Regions from separate parts of the Mus musculus genome. Here region 2 is linked to region 1. Evidence: chromatin contacts called from public HiChIP or PLAC-seq data. All regions are on one chromosome and are shown on one strand. Each heading gives the region's core, a stretch centred on a gene start, on an enhancer-like site or on the middle of the called end of the contact. The rest is flanking DNA. Distances are from core to core; before and after follow the strand shown.

Region 1 (3,779 bases), core at 369-2,868:
AAGTTCAGCTGCCCTACATCTTGCCAAAACTAAATCGTTTTTCTGGATGTGGGACTTTCAGACTAAACTGGGAGATGTCCAAAGCAAACGGGACCAAGGAGTCACTGTGGCTGTCAGGTTCTTCGGACTGTGTGGGAGACATGTGCAGTTCACACAGGGATGCCGGGCTGTGTGTGGAGTCACAGTCGATGCTCTTGTGAGTGGATGTGTGTGCTGAATTGTCCTCTAGGGAACCCTGGTGTGCTAGAATCGTGAAGAAAAGTTGGATTAGGCACTGGGGAGTTGGTTCGCTCTGGAAAGTGTATGCCATGCAGGCATGAGGACCAGAGTTCGGATTCTCGTCACAAACATAAAAACCAAGGCTCTGGTATAGCTCCAGGCTCTCAGGGATTGGGCAGAGACAGGAGGATCCCTGGGGCTCCCTGGCCAGCCAGGCTAGCCAGGGAGCCCCAGGTTCATTTAAAGATTCTGTCTGAAAGAATAATAAGGTAAGAGGCTGGTGGGATGGGTCAGTGTATAAGGGTGTTCATCACCAACTGGGATAATATGAGTTGAATCTCTGAAGCCCAATGGGGGAATCTCTTCTGGCCTCCTAGTGCACTGTGGCATGCAAGGTCTACAAACATGTATGTATGTATGTATGTATGTATGTATGTATGTATGTATGTATGTTTGCACCTGTGCTCTCTCTCTCTCTTTCTGTCTCTCTCTCTCTCTCACACACACACACACACACACCCCAAATAAATGAATAAATAAGCATTTAAAATTTTTTAAGGGCCGGTGAGATGGCTCAGTGGGTAAGAGCCCCCGACTGCTCTTCTGAAGGTCCAAAGTTCAAATCCCAGCAACCACATGGTGGCTCACAACCATCCATAATGAGATCTGACTCCCTCTTCTGGTGTGTCTGAAGACAGCTACAGTGTACTTACATATAATAAAAATAAATCTTAAAAAAATTTTTTTTAAGGTGGAGAAGCAATTGAAGAGGGTACCTGACACCTGCCTCTGGCCTACACATGGGCACTCTGTGCGCACAAGAATGTCTCTCCGCACATACACAAGTGCATGTGAAATGAAAGGAGTCTGCTTTAGCAGAGGAGTGGAGGTACTTGACAAGACTGAAGAACTGGAAGGACCGGTATGGACCGGGATTCCAGATTTCAGGAATCAGAGAGGCACTGTAGGGCAGAGACCCAGCCCCCAGCCTGGCAAGATAGAGTCCTGGTACCACGGGCTTGGGAACCAGAATCAGGTTTCAAGCAGAAAATCTCCTTAGGGACTAAGGCTCAGGGTATCGCTCGGCTCTGGAGTTTCCAAGAGTGAACAATTAGGAATGGAGAGATGCACTAAGAGGCTCTGTCCTAAAGCCTCAAAGAGGGCTACCAAGATGGTTCTGTGGATAAAGGTGCTTGCTACCAAGCCTGACAACCTGAGTTCGATTCTGAGGACCCACAGAGTGGAAAAGAAAGAACCGGCTCCCTCAAGTTGTCCTATGACCGCCACATTCATGGACGCATAAATAAATAATAAATAAATAAGGCATTCATGAGACCATGTGAAAAATCACACACAGCCAGCCTGGTTCTCCTTTCCTTAAGCTGCCTGCCTGCCAGTGCTAATTTTAGTGTCAGGGCAGTCTAGAGAAGCGGCTCCCACCGGTTCCTGCCAGTTCAGACTGCGCATTGTTCTTTCGTTTCCTGAAATATCTAACTTTGCATTTCTTTAAAAAAAAATACTACCCCCAATATGCATTGGGATAAAATTAGATCATGAAGAAAAATGTAACGACGAAAGCAAAAGTTCCTGCAATTGCTCTCGATTTAACTGGCTGTTGACGTTTCTGTGTTCTGTCCCGCTCATAGGGAGCCACTGACTTTGTCTCTGGAAGTTCAACTGTGTGTGATTTCTTTTGGGAAGGGTGAGGTATAAGGGTTCCACAGTACTAGCCAACCAGACTGGCATGGCATCTGAGATCGTCCCAGCTCAGCCTTCCAAACGCTGGCATTCTGGCGTGCATCACCACATTCGACTCCAAATGTCATTTTTGGATGGTGGGCGGGGTGGGGTGGGGGTTGTTTGTTTGTTTGATTGCTTGTTTGTTTGTTTGTTTGTTTGTGTGATTGTTTCATTTTGTCTTGAAACAGGATCTCAAAGTGATACAGTCTGGCCTCAAACTCACTATGCAACTAATCGGCCTTAACTCTCTTCCGGTCTGTCTCTCAAGCTAGGGTTACAAACATGTGACATTATGCCTGGCTTGCTAAATGCCTTTTCTAACTGAGTTGGTTGGTTGGTTGGTTAGTTAGTTGGTTTGTTAGTTAGTTGGTTAGTTAGTTGGTTAGTTACATACTTATTTAGTTAGTTGAAACACAGTCTCCTATAGGTCTGCCTGCCCTCAAACTTGCACAGTAGCTGAAGTTAACCTTGAACTCCTCATCCTTCTGTCTCCACCTCTCAAGTTCTGGAAGCCTGCATCACCCTACCCCACCTTAATATATTGTTTTAACATAACATTTGCTGAAAACTTTTTCCGCCTCAATAAATAGTATCTATATCAGCATCAGATGCCAGCTCACCAGAACCTAGTCTTATCTGGGAGATGGAATTCTGGCCATGCCTGTCAAGGGCGGGCTTGATTGAGTTAATGTGAGAAGACTCTTCCTAACCATGGGTGGGAGTGTTCCCTAGGCAGCGGATCCTGGACTACACAGAGCGGAGAACAGTGAGCTAAGTCGTGGCCAGCATACACACACACTGCTTCTCCGCTGTGCATGGGATGCAGCCAGCTCCTCCGAGCTCCAGGTGCCTTGGCTTCCCCCACTCCTCCTGCTCCATGGCAGTCTGTAACTTGAGCTGTGAGTCTGAGTAAACCTTTCTCCCTTAAGTTGCTTTTGTTAGAGTATTTAACAACAGCAACAGGAAAAGAAGCTAAGATACATACTGTTTCCTTAAACTGACAGTCAAAATAAGGGTACAACAGTCCCTCTAGGGTTCACTGGGTTCTGAGTTATGAACTTGCCTTAGCCCTCCCTTCAATAAATATAACTGAAAGGACAGTGTCTACATCTATTCTTTTGAAGATTTATTATTTTATTTATGTGTATGTGAGTGTGCATGTTCCTGTGTATATGCAGGTGCCCCCAGAGACCAAAGGAGAGCATCAGATCCCCTGGAGCTGGCATTACAGGCACTTTGTGAGTTGCCACATGTGGGTGCTGGGAACCAAACTCTGGCTGTCCCCTGCATGAGCAGGAGGTGCCCTTGACTTAAGAGCCATGTCTCCTAAATTTATTTTTAGCTGACACATTTAGAGATTAAGAGGCAGATCCTGAAGCCTGGCATGGTGGCACACATCTTTAATATCAGCACTGGGGAGGCAGAGACAGGTTTGGTAGGTTTGAGGGCAGTCAGGTCTACATAGTGAATTCCAGGATAGCCAGAGCTAATAGTGAGACCCTGTTTATAGATAGATAGATAGATAGATAGATAGATAGATAGATAGATAGATAGATAGATAATTGATAGATAGATAGATAGATAGATAGATAATTGATAGATAGATAGATAGATAGATAGATAGATAGATAGATAGATAGATAGACAGACAGACAGCAGGTTCTAGAGTTTGGTTGCCTGGATTCAAATGCTTTCTTTTTCAGCTCTTTTCTTTCCTTTCTCCAGCTGTTCATTTTCATCTGAAAATAGGAACCATAGTGAGGTCTACAGGGTAAGATTGCCACAAGGACCCCTTTTGCGTGCCCAACAGGTTTAGCAGA
Region 2 (3,779 bases), core at 482-2,981, 200 kb before region 1:
AGATAGATCAGTGAACAGCCAACATAGGTAGGTGGCTGAGAGCTCAAGTCTCTGCGACTTTTTTTTTTAATTGAGAGTCTTCCTATACTTTGGGCTTGTCTCAAACTCCTTTGCTCCAGGGATCCTCCTACTTCAGTCTAGAGAAGGCCTCTTGGACTGGGCCACTGACCTGGTTCCCAGCCAGCACTTTGTGTGTGTGTGTATTCCTGTGTGCAGGTGCCCACGTGGGCGTGCATGCACCTTTGTGCTCACGCACGTGGTGATCAACAGACAACTTCAGGTGTTTCTGTTTAGGTGCCACCCACTTTGTGGCTTTGAGAAAGGGTCCCTTACTGCCCTTTGGTCCTCCAAACAGGACAGGTGCCTGGTCAGTGTCCCCCCTACTCCGCTCCCAAGGATCCACCTGGCCCCGCCTCCTGGGTCCTGAGATTACAGTCTTGTGCTACAACCTCCAGCTACTTTATGTAGAGTCTGGGGATTTAACTCAAATGCTTTAGAGGCAGGGATTTTATCAATTAAGCCATTCCCTTAGTTCCAACTCAGTACATTTAAGGCTCTGATTCTGTGTCCCTTCCAGACCCAACTACAGCCACAGCGGTCACCTTAACAATAGGTGTTGCTCCTTAGTTGTGCCGGTCACTAGGTAGACCCTCGCCTGAGCACCCAAGGAACACTGCAGAATGCACCCACATTCTTCTTCCCCAGCGTGCACCACTTTCTCCCTAGTTACAGGAAGCTTCCCGGAGCATGGAGGAGTACAGTACTGTATGTGCACACTCAGAGGCTAGACACAGGATAGGCATTCAGTACATATTAACACAGTAAATGAACACACTCACCTAGACCAGCGATTCGGAACCTCTGGGTTGGGACCCCTTCCCCAGGGGCCACCTAACACCATGGGAAAACACAGAGGTTTACATTATGATTCATGACAGCAGCAGAATTGCAGTTATGGAGTGGCGATGAGATAATGATACGGTTGGGGGGCTCATGACAACATGAGGAACTGTGTAAAGGGTCGCAGCATAAGGAAGGTTGAGACCACTGCTCTAGGCTGGCAGGAAGAAAATAGCCATAATGGTGCTGCAAGGCTAAAGAAAGCAGGCCTCCAAGTATATAAAATAATCCCATGAGAAGCAATACATTATTGTTTGACTATACACGAGTCCCAGAAGAAAGATCCATAGAGATACACGTGGAAATATTTCTTGTGGTTACGTCTGACAAGCAGAAGCAACGACAATATTAAACTCCATTTTGTTCTAAACGCTTTTCAGTACCAGGTACTGGGGCTGGGGTGTGGCTTTGTTGGGAGAGTTGCTTGTCCAGCATCTATGACAAGTGTCCAGGCTCCACACCCAACAACATGTTGAATTGGGTATGGTGGTGAACACCAGTAATCCCAGCATTTGGGAGGTAGAAGCCATAGCATCCTAAGTTCAAGGTCAGCCTCAGGTATGAGTTAGGTGTTCTAGGCCAGCCTAGGCTATGAGACCCCAGAAGGTGAGGATAGCCATGAATTACCCTGGTAATCTTTAAATTGGTTTGTATCTCATGTAAATATGTGTGTACGAACACACAGAGAGAAGTATGTAGTTTGTTCCAGAGGACATGAGCAAGAGGTTACGAGAGACACAATTTCCTTCCTTCCCCTAAGTGTTGCTAGGCAACGCAGAGAGAAAAAGCAGAATTGGATCCCCAGGGCCTGGGACTTAGCAGTACCTCCTTCAGAACTCACCCACCCCTGAAAGGGAAACTCTAGACTATCCAAAAGTCACCTTACTGCCTCTCGCTGGAGAAGCAGTGGCATGGTTTAAACCTCTGTGGTTATTTTACATTACAAGGGAACATTCCAGAAAGACAACATTAGCTAATAACCAGTGTGGTGCTCTGTACGCAGAAAAACGCTCTTTCCATCTAGGCTGATTCTACCATCCTAGCAGTGAGAAAGTCGAGCTAAGGGATTTGACCAGAATCCAGGGGTGGCTTAGGTCTAAACTTGGTCTTCCTACTCTATGAGATGAAGAGACCAGCCAAAGGGTGTACAGAGGACGCCAACCCAGTGGTTTAGGCAATCCTTACCACCCATAAAAAAAAAAAATATATACAGCGAGGGCTGAGTCTGGGCCCAGCACAAGGCTCTGCACAAGGAAAACCAGAGGTAAAGCCAGCCTTCAAGGGATTGACTCAGGGATACAGGCACTAACAGTGAGGGACCAACTCAGGGATGCAGGAGCTGACAAAGCTGTCACTTAATAGTATAGACTATACTAGATGTGTGTAATAGAAGGTCTGAAAAAGTGTGGGCAAGCAGGTTTTGAGGAAGAAGGAAGACAGACACCGGCCCAGCTTGAGTGAAGGAGCCACCTATGTGCCTTGAAAGAGGAAAGAGGGGAGCAGCTGAGGTACTCCCGGTCAGTGCTCCCTCCTCTGCCCTACTTTCCCACAGCCCCTCGCCCACTTGACACACATGTGTACAGCCTCCTGCAGAGGACGTGGCTCTCTGTGGGATGATTTCTAATGCTATGTGACACGGCGTTCACACTTGAGTGGGTGTAAGGGGCCGACCAGAGCGAGCCAGACAGGGTGAGGAGCTCCTGCAAGGATGCTTGGCTCTGAGGACACTCTGGTCCGTGCATGGAGGCCCACATCCCAAGCAGGTGGGATGGGCATGTCTCAGAGGTGGCAGAGAAAAGGAAGGGAAGGAGGAGATTGGCAGGGGGCGGGGAGAGCAAGCACACTTAAGGAGAACTACCCTACACCTCAGGACTTCCAGTACGAAAACCAGGACAAGTTGGTCAGCCCAGTGGCACCCTACCCAGGGACGCTAACAGATGTCCTGACCTTGGGATGACCCTCTTCCTGTCCTGCTTGGATCCACCACTGACCATTAACAACCCCAGGAATGACAAGATGAAATAAGAAGCAACCACCCGGGGAACATCTACACGCTTCCTTCTTACTCATGGATGGTGTCCTCGCAGCTCAGCCGCGCAGATTTCCAAGTGAGCTCAGGCCAAAGGGAGCATCCAATGTAGTTGACGTTAAAACAAAGCCCAGAATCATTGTTTTTTTTTTTAACTTTGCTCAACTGTTTCTCTAACATGAACTCATGAGCTACCCAGCCGAGGAAAGCCATTAATACACACCTTTACACAAAACACCTTCTTTTTCTTACCAGTTCTCCGCCATGTCCCCATCCAGACCCCACGACCCTCTGCCCACTCAGTTGCTAACTCTCCCCAAGGCAGGTCCTATAGATGGCTTCTCCCCACCCATGCAAGAGGGCCCAGCCAAGAAAAGATTTGAGTACTTCTATGTGGCAAACACTGTAGTAGGTGCCATCCAGAACACAAAGAAAGCACAACAGGACATGGTCTGACAGAGTTGATCAAGTATACAGAAGGGGGAAGAGGGTTGTGTGGGATTGGAGGCATAAGAATGTAAGAATGGGGCTGGAGAGGTGGCATCATCATTTAAAGGTTTGGCACATAAGCACAAGGAACTGGGTACAGATGTCTGGGACCCAAGTAAAAACCCAGGCATTCGTCATCCTAGCACCGGGGAGACAGGGATAGGAGATCCCTAGGCTCAGAGCCCAGCCAGTGTAGCCAAATTGGTGAGTTCCAGCTGGCGTGAGAAAGCCTGTTTCAAATAAAATGGAAAGTGATAGAAGACAGTCATAGTAGTCTTCTGGCCTCTCTCTCTCTCTCTCTCTCTCTCTCACACACACACACACACACACACACACACACACACACACCACTGAACAAATA

What was found. HiChIP or PLAC-seq counts read pairs in DNA pulled down with a chosen protein or histone mark.
Region 2: an H3K4me3 HiChIP or PLAC-seq map of bone marrow-derived macrophages shows a contact between it and region 1, with 4 times the contacts expected there. The contact joins two enhancer-like sites. A contact is called at or near these places in 7 of 484 Hi-C or Micro-C datasets (the G1E-ER4 cell line, bone marrow-derived macrophages, embryonic stem cells and 3 more), 3 of 115 datasets of contacts at active chromatin or transcription factors (astrocytes, bone marrow-derived macrophages and embryonic stem cells) and 1 of 9 other capture datasets (embryonic stem cells).

What each region holds. Positions count from the first base shown.
Region 1 is chr17:47,052,685-47,056,463 of GRCm38.p6, reverse strand. No RefSeq gene overlaps it. Among named protein-coding and RNA genes, the nearest start is that of Ubr2, 44 kb to the right of the region's middle. Within about 2 kb of position 1,618, at least 59 of the 459 cell types and tissues checked have an H3K27ac peak or open chromatin away from gene starts, as enhancers often do. A contact at or near this core is called in bone marrow-derived macrophages, where this site is marked.
Region 2 is chr17:47,248,068-47,251,846 of GRCm38.p6, reverse strand. The region is part of intron 1 of Trerf1 (transcriptional regulating factor 1); the gene reads right to left. Among named protein-coding and RNA genes, the nearest start is that of Trerf1, 20 kb to the right of the region's middle. Within about 2 kb of position 1,731, at least 49 of the 459 cell types and tissues checked have an H3K27ac peak or open chromatin away from gene starts, as enhancers often do. A contact at or near this core is called in bone marrow-derived macrophages, where this site is marked.